Regions from separate parts of the Mus musculus genome. Here regions 2 and 3 are each linked to region 1. Evidence: chromatin contacts called from public HiChIP or PLAC-seq data. All regions are on one chromosome and are shown on one strand. The core of a region is the stretch at or near the end of the contact, and the rest is flanking DNA. Distances in the headings are between cores, read along the strand shown.

Region 1 (4,563 bases), core at 1,852-4,351:
CGCCTCTTTTCGGGTTTGTGGGTCAAGGTGAAGTTGCCTCTGGGGACTCAGGAACAGCTGCTTTCTGCTTTTCCACTTTTGAACTCAGGTTCCTGTTGGCTTTTCCCTCCCTGGGGTAGAAGGGTTTTTCCCTAACTCGTTAGCCTGGGGTGTTCACTACTATTAGATTGCCAGCATGACATGTTATAATTACTTCTTCTTGTATGATTAATAGCTACTGTGTACTAAACACCATCTATGAGCCAGGCCCTCTGCTAAGGGATTCTGAGAGTCCTACATGTGGGTATTCTAATTACATCTATCAGATGAGGAAGCTGTGGGCTCCGAGGGGAGAAAGGGCTCCCCAAGTTCCACATAGCTCTAAAAAGTAGAATCAGCCTTTGAATCCAAGTCTCGGTGACCCCCCAAACACTTAAGACTTACTTATTGACATTTAGTCATGTGCTCCGCAGTCCCAGAATGCTCTTGGGCTGGCACGGTAGCCCAGCAGGCACAGGGACTGACTGCCGTCCTCAGCTACAGACTTCCTGAGTTCATCTGGCCTGGCTTCATCTAAAACTAAAACAAAAAGAAGAGGCAGTAAGACAGCCTAGGGTGTACAAGCGCTTGCTGCTGAGCCTGACGACCCAAGGTGATGATGAAACTCATTAACTAGTGTTGTCCTCTGACCTCTACAGCCAAGCTGTGGCGTGTACCTATGTGCCTCCCCCCTACCTTCTGCTTACAAAGAAATGACTTTTCCAAAAGCTTTTTTTAAAAATTCTCTTCCCTTAAAATTTATCTCTTTTATGTCACACAGTCTTAGGACATATGTACAAATATTTTGTATCAGAGAGGGGGAAACTGAGGCACAGAGAGGTGAATTCCTTTACCCGGGTAACATAAGAGACACCGTTCATTTGCATCAAATATGGCCTCACTCACAGGTAGCCAGCCTCACAGCATACGTGGGCTGGAAGCTGAATACTGTTGTGTGGTTCTATACAGGTTACTTCACCATCTTCAACTTTTTAAGTTTCTCATCCATAAAACGGGGGGAACATTTCCTGTTTTTTAGCTTTCTGAGGTGGATATGAGATTCAAGTGTGTGGGAACGGATGGCTGTGGAGAACCTGCTGTCAGGGCCCTGTCTTGGCTACAGTCCTAAGCTTGGCTTTTGGATGGCTTCTTCTTCTTTTTTTTTTTCCAAGTTCTCTTCCGTGTTACCTGCATTTTTCCATAACAAGCATATTGTTTTCGCTGGGCAAGGTAGCACCAGCCTGCTGTTTTAGCTACTCGGAAAGCTGAGGCAGGAGGATCACAAATTTGAGGCCAGTCTGGACAACTTAGCAAGAGACAGAGTCAAAGTCTGGGAATGCACCTCCAGGGTAGGAAGGAACCGTGCTCAGCTCAACCCTGGTTTCCCAGAGGAGAGAGGTGCAGGGCTAGGGAGAGAATTTTCTGAGTAGATGGATGGTGTTTGGGTCAGCAAAGGCTCAAAGCTCTAATGGATGATAGAACTGGGAAGCCACTGAGAGGGGAACGGAGCCCATCTCGGGCTCAGCCCCAGACTGTAGCTCCTGTCACTCTATGAAGGTCACCTGTCCTGAGAGAGTTTTGCGGATTTAGAGAAAACTTTGACCTGGATCTTGGCAGTCCCAAGCAGGGGCTTTAATACCTGTATGTCTACGTGTCACGGACACACAATGAAGGTCAGAAAACCGCGACCCCTTCTTTTTTTTTTAGTTTTTCTCTGTATAGCCCTGGCTGTTCTGGAACTCACTTTGTAGACCAGGCTGGCCTCGAACTCAGAAATCCGCCTGCCTCTGCCTCCCAAGTGCTGGGATTAAAGGCATGTGCCACGACCTCCTGGCCTTTGGGCCCCCACATCCTTAGCAGCCTTAAGGGGACTGGGGGTAAAAAAACCCATGTTCTCTGCCAAAGCAGCTAGCGCTCTAGACACCGAGCCATCTTTCCAGCCTCCTATTTATTGTTATAGAGACAGGATCGCACTCTTGGAGCTCAAGCTGGCCTTTTAAAACTCCCGGTAATCATCCTGCTTTAACCTCTGAGAATACAGGCACGCGTCACCTGGCGTCAGCGCGCCCAGAGTTGTTTTATGTTCCTTTTTCTGAACCTCAAAAATCAAATTCAACCGGGCTTTCCATGTTTTGTCCGCATTATCTGTATGGACAGGATAAGTACTTATGGAACAAATGATTCCACTTCCCCCGCTTGGCTGGGTCGGAAAAATGGGAGTTGAGGCAGATACCCAAGGGCATGGACAATAACGCAGAAGAGCGCTGTGTGAAATGCCAAAGCAGGGAGCTCGGGTCGTGCCAGTGGTCCCCAGCAGGAGGAGGAGGAGGAAGCCCCTAGCTCCACTTAGGTTTCCAGGCCCGCCAGGGACCGTCGCCATGGAGACGCAGGCACCCTGGAGCCCCCTCCCCCTAACAGCCACGCGTTTCCGCTGCGTTGGAGCATTCTGATTGGACGGCCTCCTGGACGCTACCACACACCAAGCGCCTGCTAAGGGGTGACGGTGGGGACCGTATCCTCGCGGGACTCGCGTGTCCCGCCACCTGTTCACATGGCATCCAAGGGAGAGACGGGCCCCGATGCTCCACCCGGGGACAAACCATCGCTCGGCTTGCAAGAGCCTGGGCTCTTGCTTTCTGAGTTGAAGGAGGAGGGATGGAAAAGGCGGCAACGCCCCCTTCTGAGCTGACTCGGTCCCCAGCTCTAGAGCACCGGAAGTGTTGGCGACGTGTCAGTGCGCCCTTCTCTAAACCTTCCCCGGCCCAGGCCACCTTTCCCAGTCGACTGTGGGATTCCGGGGCGGCCTGGGCGCTGCACCCGCCACTTCCGCATGGAACCGCCGCTTCAACCGAACTCCCTCCCTGGGCGCGCGCTCCTTCTCGTGCCCCGTGGTTGGGCCGGAGCCTAGGCGCGGCCACTCCCCTCCCCGGACGCACCAGCCAATGGCGCGGCCGCTCTCGGCGGGGTGGTGGGTAATTCATGAGGGCCTCCCTCTGATTGGCTGAGGCGCTCCGGGCTGAGGGCTGGGCGTCGGGGTAGGTTGCTCCCGAGGTGGGAGGCGGCGCCCCAAGGCCGAGGAGGTGGAGGAGGAGGAGGAGGAGGCCCTGAGAGCGACATGTCCCGGGTTGCCGAGGCAGAACGGTCCGCTGCGCTGTTCTCCTGAGTTGGGGGCGGCCGGCCGAGGACGAGGGTCGGCAGGGGCTGCCCCCGCCGTGGTGGCCGCCATGCTGAGGCCCCGGGGAGCCGAGGGAACCGCTGTGGCGCTTCTCCGGCTGCTTCTGTTGCTGCTGCTGCTGGGACCGAAGCTCCGGGGTCCGGGGCTCGGCGTGGTCGGCGCCGCCGGGGCCGGACTGCCGGAGAGCGTCATCTGGGCAGTGAACGCAGGCGGCGAGGCGCATGTGGACGTGCACGGGATCCACTTCCGCAAGGACCCTCTGGAAGGCCGGGTGGGCCGAGGTGAGAGCCCCTCCGGCCGAGCCTGGGGGGGTCCGCAGCCTGGGAGCAGGGCGCAGCTGCGGGCCTCGAACCCCTTCCTCTCCAGCCGGGAGACCACAGCCTTGGAACGAAGTTTCTCTCTGCAGTGAACCTACCCCCAGCCCCCCAACCCCCCACCCTCCAGGGACCTGGCCAGGACCCAGGGCCTAGCCCTGACTGGAAGCTTCCAAGAGCCATCGAGGCATAGAGTTGGCGAGAAGTTTATATTTAGACCCTTTCTCATTTTACCTTGCCCCAGCCCCTCATCCCACCCAAGCTGGGAATGTAAAAGGCAAGGGTGGCCTTTTGCCTGGCGCCTGGAGGCCTCGCAGGTTGGAGGTCATCGACTCCGCTGCTCTGCCATCCATCGCGACGGTTTCCAGGAGATGCTTTGCCCACCCTACAGATCACCCGCCGTTTTCCGTGCCCCTTCCAAGCCCGGGACTGAGGCTTGATTCTTCGCCAGAACGGCAGGGAGTCTTCGAAGGGGGAATAGTACGGGAAAGTTTGACTGTGGCACCCCTCCCCTCCCCTCCTTTGGAATTTGTATGCTTAAAAGTCAAAGCCACCCGACGGGTGTCGGTATATCGCAGCCCATCCTGCCTATGAGGTCAACCTGTGTAAGGTTTGAGTGTGACCCCCGGGTGATCGTAAGACGTTTGATCCCAGCTTAGGGGGAAAGTGGGTTTTACAGAGTTTCACAGTTCACAACGGCCAAATGAGAATTTTGAGGGCAGATGGTTAAAAATACAGGTTCACAACGGCCAAATGAGAATTTTTGAGAACAGATGGTTAAAAATACAGGTTCCTGGGCAGTCTCTAGACACAGTAGACAAACTTTTTTTTTTTTTTTTAACTTAACTAGCTGGGACTCGGGTCTCTGCCCTAGGCACTTCTGTTATAGGTTACCTTACCCCCCCCCCCCCCAATTCATTCTTTGGAGAAAACCGCTCTAGATTCTTCCATAAGTAGGATTGAAAAACAGGTTTAGAAGGAAAGTCGGGGACTGAAGAGCTGGCTCGGTGGTTAAGAGTGCAGATTGTTCTCTCAGAGAACCCGTTTGATTCCCAG
Region 2 (4,781 bases), core at 1,617-4,116, 160 kb after region 1:
AGACTTATGGAAGTGCCCTCTGACTTCCACACGTGTCCTGTGGTGCCTATGCCTACACATGTACAAAACGTATGTGTGATTTAAAAAAAAAATGGACATTTTCCAAGCCCCTGCCAGGAGACAAGCATCTTGCTGAGCTCTCCAAATGTAAGCTCTCAGAATTCCCTAAGTCTTCAACAAACGTCCATCAATAACTATAATGGGTTGTGCTGTACTGACCGCATCTTAATGACTTCTTGTTGTCCGAGGAGCGCTTTGGGGATAGTTTTCTCCCTCCACTTTTAATGGGGTTCTGAGAAGCTCAAACTCAGGTCGGCAAGCTTGTAAGGCAAGCAACCTTACCTGGCTGGGCTGGAACTTACTGTGTTCTCAAACACACATCCCACCGTGGCTACACCTTATCATTTGAGATAGGGTCTCTCTGTCTCTCCCAGGACCTGGAGTTTGCCGGCTCTGCTAGTCTGGGTGGCCTGAGAGACCCAGATCTGCCCGTGTCCACCCCTCCCAGTGCTAAGAAACAAATCACTAAGTCTGGCTGGTTTGTTTTTGTTTGTTTGTTTTAAAAGACAGGGTGTTGCTAAAATTCCTTCCCTTCCCTGGGGAAGATATAAACAAAACAAACACAAGCGCCATGATTCCAACAAAAACCAAGGTACTAGTCCAGGAAGTTCAGTCTGAGAAGCCAGTGAGTTTACGAGGCTTACAAACCTCACATACAACGGGGAGGTGGGCAGAAAAGTGGGTGAATTTAAAGCAGCCACGATGAAAGATCTCTACCCCAGCGGGGACAACTACTCCTACTCTGTGGTTGGTTGGAATTGAGCCGGCTGTCCTGTCCCCTCCCTAACTCCTGAGGTGTGTAATCAGGGCAGGGAGGTGTGTTGGATACTCAGGTGAGAGTCCCATGACCCTTTCTGTCCCTCCCTTCTGTGTGCCTAGCCAGTTTGGTCCTAAGAGCCGAGCTGCTGTGGCTCGGAGGATGGTACCGTACTACACGGGGTCTCACGAGGGCCTTTCTAGGGCCCTGGCTGGGCTGGAATTGACTGTGTAGACCATGCTGGTCTCAAACACACAGGGATCCACCTTTTTTTGGGGGGGTGGTGGTGTTTCAAGACAGGGTTTCTCTTGGCTGTCCTAGAACTCACTTTGTAGACCAGGCTGGCCTCAAACTCAGAAATCCACCTGCCTCTGCCTCCCAAGTGCTAGGATTAAAGGTGTGAGCCACCACCGCCGGGCTGGGATCCACCTTTTTAATGTGTGTCCTGGAGATGGAGTTCAACTCCTTTTCCTTGACTAACGAGCCATCTCCTGAGTTGGAAGCTTGCACTATTTTTCCCTGAACTGCCCCATCCATTCACAGTTAAGGGAGACCAAAGCGCACAGAGGTTAAAGATTCCACCCGAGGTCACACAGCAAGGAGACAACTGCAAAGTTTGTGTAACTTTGCCACATTTTTTTCTCAACTGAAGCATTAAAAAAAAAAAAAAATCAGTCAAGGGGTGGAGAGATTGCTCAGCTCCAGGTGAGTCCTGTACTACGGGACCGTGTTCAGTGCAGTCAGACCCGAGATTTTTGTTTCTGTGGAAATTTGGAAACCTGAAACGTTTATATGCGATTTCCAGACAAATCATAAGTCTGGATATGCGGAGCGGTGGAGGCACACGCCTTTAATTCCAGCACTCGGGAGGCAGAGGCAGGTAGATTTCTGAGTTCGAGGCCAACCTGGTCTTCAAAGTGAGTTCCAGGACAGCCAGAGCTACACAGAGAAACCCTGGGGGGGGTGGGGGGGGGTTGGAAAGAGGACAAAAGATGCTGGTGAACTCTGAAAGAATTCTGCTTAGGAATTGCATAGGGTTCAGCTCAGGACTTCTGTTTGTTTTGCTTTTATCTCGGGCAAGTGAGGTTTTAAAAAGTAACAGATTTCCCGCAGAAGGGAGGGGTCCAGAAAATGGGTTGGCCCGTTGATTTATTTTTATTATTGTATATGGATGTGTGCATATGTGCGCATGTGCACGTGCTTGTGTGTGTGCACAGATATCTGTGAAGGTCAGAATGGGGCATCAGGTCCCCTGGAGCTGGAGACATAGGTAGCTGTGATCCACTTGACATGGGGGCTGGCCACTGAACTCCTGTCCTCTAAGAGAGCAGTGAGCACTGTTGACCCCTGAGCCACCTCTCCAGTCCTGACCTATTTTTCTGCTTCTTTTGCTTTGTTTTGTTTTTAAATCGCTGTACTCTGTGTAGGTTCTGAACAGACCCTCCTTCTGGGGCAGGAGGAGGAGGAGCAGAGAGTAAGACACAGGTGATGGAAAGGTGTATCATACTTCAGAAAATATTCTTTTAAAAAAAAGATTTATTTATTTATTATATGTAAGGACACTGTAGCTGTCTTCAGACACACCCGAAGAGGGCATCAGATCTCATTACAGATGGTTGTGAGTTACCCTGTGGTTGCTGGGATTTGAACACAGGACCTCCGGAAGAGCAGTCAGTGTTCTTAACTGCTGAGCCCATCTCTCCAGCTCCCAGAAAATATTCTTGACTGCTTATCGGCATGTGAGGGTCCCAGTCTGTTACAGTCTCCACTTGCCGATGACAGAGTCTGATTTTAGGGAACCTAGGCAGAAAGGAATTGGTTAGGGGGAATAACTGGGATCTCAGGGGCGTGGCTAGGATCAGTAAATTTGCACTCCCCGCTCCCCACCCCACCCCTCAGAGCCCAGTGGCTAGAGCCAGAGCTAAGTCTTTTTACCCACCACTACCGGGGCTGGGACTCTACAACTGCTTTCCTGGGCAGCCAGACTATGGGAAGACCCGTCTGATTGCTTTGTTCTACAAGATAGGGCAAGATCTGATAACTCAGATTCAAAACATGGCTCTTCCTGTTTCAAGAATTCCTTCCCTAGGATGTCATAAACAACCGCTGTCCCTGAGGTCCCAACCACAAGCCAAAGCTCACCCTGGGGGACCCAATGAGCTTGTAAGGCTTAAAGAGCTCAGGGAGAGCAGAAACATGGGCAGACCCCCGACACACACACACACACACACACTCTACCCCACCCCTCACCCAGTAAAAATGATGACTTCCTCATAGTCTCATAGTCGGAGGACTCCTCTGTTCACCTTCCTGCATCTGTATACTCCAACCCCTCCCTGAGACCATGCAAGCCTCATGGAATCAAGATACAACTGCATATATATATATATATATATATATATATATATATATATATACACACACACACACACACACACACACACACACACACACACGCTGGGAGTGAGCCGGGTATAATGATATAATGATGCTTGCCTTTAATCCCAGTACCGGGAGGCAGAAGCAGGCAAATCTCTATGAGTTACAGGTCATCAGCCTGGTCTATGAGATGAGTGTTCCAGGACAGCCAGAGCTACACAGAGAAACCCTGTCTCGAAAAACAAACAAACAAACCCCCCCCCCCCAAAAGAAAGAAAAAACAAAAAATCAAAACTAAACAAACCCCTACTAAGCGTATAAGCGTTAGGAAGACAGCTCAGTGGCTAAGAACAAGCAACAAGACCTAAGTGCAAATCTCCAGGTCCCAAGTTAAAGCCTGGCGTGATCACGTGCTTGTCACCCCAGCACAGGGTCTCTCACGGAGCCTGGACCTCTTGAATTCAGCGGGATGGAGCACGGGTATCCTCCTGCCTCCACCTCCCAGCACTAGGTCACGGGTGTGCGCTTCTACAAACAACTTTTGGTTTCCGGTGGGTGCTGAGGGTCGGAACTCAGGCCCTCCCACTTCCACCGCAAGCCTTTTACCGGCCGAGCTACCCCCACCCCGGCCCCAGTCTCCTGCTCAGAGCTAAAAAACCAACCGCAGCCCGGCAGTGGTGGCGCACACCTTTAATCCCAGCACTTGGGAGGCAGAGGCAGGTGGATTTCTGAGTTCAAGGCCAGCCTGGTCTACAGAGTGAGCTCCAGGACAGCCAGGACTGCACAGAGAAACCCTGTCTCGAAACACCAAAAAAAAAAACAAAAAAAAACAACCGTTCCCGAAACTGTGGACTTGGGTTTGCCTCATGGTTTCTCCCCCTTTGGTTAAAGCCCTGTCACATGTGTCATTCAAGTTGTTTCTGTCACCTCCTTCCCTTTATGACTTAACTATACATCTTTTTTTCCCGGAACACTAGTTACCATCTGATGGATGAAAAATACCAGGCTTGGGGTTGGGGATTTAGCTCAGTGGTAGAGCGCTTGCCTAGCAAGCCCAAGGCTTTTTCGGTCCTCAGCTCCGGAAAAAGGAAAAAAAAAAAAAAAAAAAAAAAAAAACTTTGCCAGGCGTGGTGGCGCACGCCTTTAATCCCAGCATTCGGGAGGCAGAGGCAGGCGGATTTCTGAGTTCGAGGCCAGCCTGGTCTACAGAGTGACAGCCAGGGCTATACAGAGAAACCCTGTCTCGAAAAACCAAAAAAAAAAAAAAAAAAAGAAAAAAAAGAAAAATACCAGGCTTTTTTTTTTCCTGTATAAAGTACTCAGTGAGAGCATGGATGTGATTTGTCTTAGTCCCCACCTGGGCTTTGGAACAGACATATCATTATATGATACGTGTCAGCTATTATATAATAAAATGGCCATCTGTTGTTTTCATTGTTGTTGTTTTTTTGAAAGAGTCTTGCTAGGTAGGCCCACAGGGCCTGGAATTCACTTTGTAGACTAGACTGGCTTTGAATTTAAAGCAATTTCCCTGCCTCCGGCCCTTGATTTCTGACTACAGGCAGTCACTGCCACACCCACTATA
Region 3 (4,607 bases), core at 1,267-3,766, 240 kb after region 1:
GTGTATGTGAGTGTGTGTATGTGTGAGTATATGAGTATGTGTGAGAGTGTAGATGTGTGTGTATGAGTGTCTATGAGTATGTTAGCTGTTATTGCTAATTGTAGTATATCAACCCAGGATACAGTTTTTGTGCTTAAGACTCACCCTGAAAAGGCTCTGGGCTATACTGGGGTCCTGAATACCCAGTGTGGACTCTGGCCAAGTAATAAGGACTTTATTAGCTTAAACCTGTGTCCAAGGAGTCTTCTTTGGTGGATACCCCATGACAGTGTCTCTTTTGTGTGCACTTCTGTGTATGTGGAGCTAACTGGCTTGGAGCTGCCACCTCCTCACAGAAGCGCTGGGATGGTGACACTTGCTAGTGTGTCCAGCTTTTACACATACTGTGGGGACCAAAACTCTCGCTGTCAGGCCTTCCCAGCAAGTGCTTCACCCATCAAGCCATCTCCTCAATCCTAAATGTTATTTCTGCCAATGTCTGAAAGGATGGTTTTGAGAGAGATTGTCCCTTGCCAGAGAGTGTAATTAATTGACTTGTCAGAAGCCCAGGTAGAAGAAAGGAGTAGAGTTACTGGTGAATGTTGTCTCCTTTGGTGCTGACGCAGTCATTTTCCACTCTGCCCCACAGTTTTGAGTCCTTAGCTCTCAGTACTTACACCTCGGGTTCTCCTGACTAAATCATACTAATACTTTCCCTGGGTCTTTAGCATGCAGCCTACATAATCCTATGATCATGTGATCATATGAGCTAGTTCTCAAAACAGTCCTCTTTCCTGCCCATCTCCTTTCCATTAGTCCTGTTTCTCTGGAGAATCCTGGCTAACAGCCCAGGATTAACTACTTTATGTTTGGTTTTTCTTAAGAATTATTTATTTATATGAGTACACTGTCGCTGTCTTCAGCCATGCCAGAAGAGGGCATTGGATCCCATTACAGATGGTTATGTGGTTGCTGGGAATTGAACTCAGGACCTCTGGAAGAACAGTTAGTGCTCTTAACCGCTGAGCCATTTCTCCAGCCCTTTGTTTTTTCAAGCTAGGGTTTCTCTGTGTAGCCCTGGCTGCCCTGGAACTCATTCACAGAACCAGCCTGGCCTGGAAACCAGAGATCTGCCTGCCTCTGCCTCCAGAGTGCTGGGATCAAAGGTGAGTGCCACCTTGGCTCAGCACCACCCCATACCACCCATACCCCCCTCCTGCCTTGTTTTTGTTTTTAAGATAAGTTGTCTTACTCTCTAGCCTAGGCTGGCCTCAAACTACCTATGTATGTAGCCCTGGCAATTCTGAAACTCACGGTAATTCTCCTGCTTCAGACTACTGAGCTCTGGGGTTACAGATATGAGCCGTCACCTGGTCTTAACTTGGTTTTGCTCAAACTATATCCATTTAGGGTTCTGTCTCTTGTAGCCCTGAGGACCCTAAGATGGATAAGCTTGGTTGTCAACGTGGCTAGCTCTAGAGTCGACTAAAAGGCAAGCCATTGGGCATTCTTGTAAAGAGTTTTCTTTAAAATCAAGTCATTTGAGTAGGAACGATGACCCACCCAAAACATAAGTGGCTTGTTCTGGCATCAGCCCAGAGAGAAGAAATCTGCATTCTGCCCGCTTGCCCTTGCTCTAGGAAGTCTGTCGGTGTGGCACTTTTCACTGATATTAGAACCAACTTCTTCTTCTTCCTTTTTTGTTTTTAAAAGAAGATTTATTTATTTATTTTATGTATATGAGTAAACTGTAGCTGTATTGATGGTTGTAAGCCACCATGTGGTTGCTGGGACTTGAACTCAGGACCTTCAGAAGAGCAGTCAATGTTCTTAACCGCTGAGCCATCTCTCCAGCCCTAGAGCTAACTTCTTTGGGATTCTAGCATAGGCTGATGACCAGCAGCTGACAGACAGAGGCAGCTGAGAGAGCCAGCTTTGTGGCCCAAGGCTGGCATTGGAGTGGACCCTGAATGATGGCTCTTCTCTCCGACGCTCCAGCGATCCTGAGAGTGAAGAAGTGGAGCATGCTCGGAACTTGGTGGACTTGTGGAAGTCTGAGGAAACTCAGATTCTTGGCCTCTCCAGTGTGAGGCAGCCATGGCTGAACTACCTGGACCACACCCTAAGCCAATCTAATAAATCCTCCTTTAATATCTGTGTGGTCTGTTTGTTGTTCTGATCCTTTAGGGAACTTTGGCTGATAGAAATTCTTTTTTTTTTTTTTTTTTACGATTTTATTTATTTGATGTATGTGAGTACACTGTAGCTGCCTTCAGACACAGCAAAAGAGGGCATCAGATCCCATTACAGATGGTTGTGAGCCACCATGTGGTTGCTGGGATTTGAACTCAGTGCTCTTAACCACTGAGCCATCTCTCCAGCCCCACCGCTAGAGAGTCTTAAAGGAACAAATGGACAGTGGGCACAGGTGATCAGCAAACTGGAGGTGTCCTGAGGGGGTGGGGCCCTGGCTGGGGAGAAAGGGAAGTAAGCCCAGGGTACAGAGGAAATGGAGGGCTCATTGTTCAAGCTGCTTCCTTCTTGAAACTGTAGCATTTCCTTCTTTAATCTAGATCAAAGTCCCTGGCTTCCCTTCATGGCACCAGGCTCATTCGAGCTCCGATCTCCACTCTAATGCCAGAGAAGTTTGCAGAAGGTTTTGTGGGTGAAGCAGGAGGCGGGACTCTGAGGATGGTTCAGTGGATGGAAGTGTTGCCCGGTGCCCTGAGTTCAGGTCCCTAGAACACATTCAAGAGGAGTGTAGTAGCACAAGCTCTGTAATCCCAGAGTGTGACACACCCACAGAGGGACGTGGAGATGGGACACTCTCCAGAGGCCCACAGCCCAGTCAGCCTGGCCTGTGTGGTGGTGAGGAATCCTGTCTTCCAAACAAAGTGGAAAGGTAAGGGCTGGCGCTTCAAGTCATGGAGTTCCAGAGGTGCACAAACACATATGCACACACACACACACACACACTCACACACACATACCATACATATATGCATACCCTCGCACACATACACATCATATACACACACCATACACAAACACACACACATCATACACACAAACATACATCATATACACATCACACACACACATATACATACCCTCACACATACACACATATGCATACCCTCATACACATACCCATCATACATACACATATACCATACACAAACACACATCACACACACACACGCACACACGCACATCATACATACACACACACACACACAAAACACACTCTCCCTCCCTGCTAAAAAAAGAACCAAATTCAACAAACAAAACAGGAGAGATTCCTCTTCTAGGAATTATGGGCACAACAAACAAATATAAAGACAATGCAAATTTATGCATAAGATGCAAATGATCTCCACTGCCAGAACTTAATCACATGGTCACACTCAGGGCAAGGGAGACAGGGAAGTGTAGTTTTTAGCCTTTCACAATGTGTCTACCTTAAAGTTGCGTTACTAGGAAGGAGAGAGAGGTAGAAAAGCGATGGCGAGAAACAGAAACTGCTGTCTCATCTTTTCTCTGCTTTTGTCCTTTGGCTCCAGCACAGAAGTACATGTAGGGAGATCAGCCAGGTCGGCAAGGACACAGCTCTTTAACGTTCCATCCATGCCAGGTCTAGGACATGGGAAGGGGAACTCAGAGCAGAAAGAAAAGCAATTAGTGACAACTGCTTGCTGTTAGAGTCACTGAATTTTTGTTTGTTTGTTTTTGTTCTTTTTTTGTTTTTTGAGACAGGGCTTCTCTGAGTAGCCCTGGCTGTCCTGGAACTCACTCTGTAGACCAGGCTGGCCTCGAACTCAGAAATCTGCCTGCCTCTGCCTCCCAAGTGCTGGGATTCAAGGCGTGTGCCACCACTGCCTGGCCTGATTTTTATTTTTAATTGTCTGTGATGTATATAGGTTTTTTTTGTGTGTGCGCATCTGTGTGTATGTGTGTGTATGTATGTGCTATGCTTGTATGTATGTGTGTGTGCCCTGTGTGTATGTTTTGTGTGCCATGTATGGGTATATATGTGCTGTGCTTGTATGTAGGTGTGTACCGTGTATGTGTATATATGTGTTCGTGTGTGTTTCTATATATGTATGTGTGTACATGTATGTTTATGTGTTTGTGTATGCCGTGTGTGTCTGTTTATGTGTGTTTGTGTGTATATATATGTGTGTGCTATGTATGTATATGTTTATGTGTGTGTTTGTACGTTTGTGCTGTGTGTATGTGTGTGTGTGTGTGTGTGTGTGTGTGTGTGTGTATGCATTCTCAGAAGCTAGAAAAGGTTACTGTTGGGTTCCCTGGAGTTGGAGTCGCAGGCAGCTGGGAACTGCCAAGTGTGGGTGCTAGGACTCAAACATGGGCTCCCTGCGAGAGCAGTGTAGGCTCTCAGTCTCTGAGTCACCTCTTCAAGCCTTCGTTCTGAGAGGAGAGCTCACGTTCACACGATGGTGGTGACTGTGGCAGGCAGCACTGGGACGGGGAAGGGAGAGCTGACATCCTGTAGCACAGCATCATGAGGAGGCGGTAATGGCTGCCATCTCTAAACAGATGTACAACAGGTGTTGGTATTCTGTCTAAACTCCACCCCCACAGTTCCTGGCAACAGCCTGGTAGGC

What was found. HiChIP or PLAC-seq counts read pairs in DNA pulled down with a chosen protein or histone mark.
Region 2: an H3K27ac HiChIP or PLAC-seq map of trophoblast stem cells shows a contact between it and region 1, with 19 read pairs. The contact joins the enhancer-like site here to the promoter of Mlec in region 1. A contact is called at or near these places in 4 of 39 promoter capture datasets (the 3T3-L1 cell line, cranial neural crest, hippocampal neurons and 1 more), 5 of 484 Hi-C or Micro-C datasets (cortical neurons, embryonic stem cells, inguinal white adipose tissue and 2 more), 20 of 115 datasets of contacts at active chromatin or transcription factors (T-cell acute lymphoblastic leukemia, bone marrow-derived macrophages, craniofacial prominence and 11 more) and 4 of 9 other capture datasets (adipose tissue, embryonic stem cells, liver and 1 more).
Region 3: a contact with region 1 is called in an H3K27ac HiChIP or PLAC-seq map of large pre-B cells, with 2.9 times the contacts expected there. The contact joins the enhancer-like site here to the promoter of Mlec in region 1. A contact is called at or near these places in 14 of 39 promoter capture datasets (the 3T3-L1 cell line, 3T3-L1-derived adipocytes, the C10 cell line and 9 more), 5 of 115 datasets of contacts at active chromatin or transcription factors (embryonic stem cells, large pre-B cells, memory CD8 T cells and 2 more) and 3 of 9 other capture datasets (adipose tissue, liver and pancreatic islet).

What each region holds. Positions count from the first base shown.
Region 1 is chr5:115,156,714-115,161,276 of GRCm38.p6, reverse strand. Mlec (malectin) reads left to right here and starts at 3,101. Exons shown (of 5, transcript NM_175403.3): 1 at 3,101-3,474. The coding sequence starts at 3,243. Gm35465 (a long non-coding RNA gene) reads right to left here and starts at 1,778. Exons shown (of 2, transcript XR_387598.3): 1 at 424-1,778.
Region 2 is chr5:114,995,601-115,000,381 of GRCm38.p6, reverse strand. It overlaps Hnf1aos1 (a long non-coding RNA gene), which reads right to left. Exons shown (of 6, transcript XR_878697.3): 6 at 2,456-2,617. Among named protein-coding and RNA genes, the nearest start is that of Sppl3, 14 kb to the left of the region's middle. Within about 2 kb of position 2,866, at least 20 of the 459 cell types and tissues checked have an H3K27ac peak or open chromatin away from gene starts, as enhancers often do. A contact at or near this core is called in trophoblast stem cells, where this site is marked.
Region 3 is chr5:114,914,845-114,919,451 of GRCm38.p6, reverse strand. Gm13822 (predicted gene 13822) reads left to right here. Exons shown (of 2, transcript NR_166682.1): 2 at 1,863-2,134. Among named protein-coding and RNA genes, the nearest start is that of Gm13822, 5.1 kb to the left of the region's middle. Within about 2 kb of position 2,516, at least 44 of the 459 cell types and tissues checked have an H3K27ac peak or open chromatin away from gene starts, as enhancers often do. A contact at or near this core is called in the HPC-7 cell line, adipose tissue, hematopoietic stem and progenitor cells and 1 more, where this site is marked.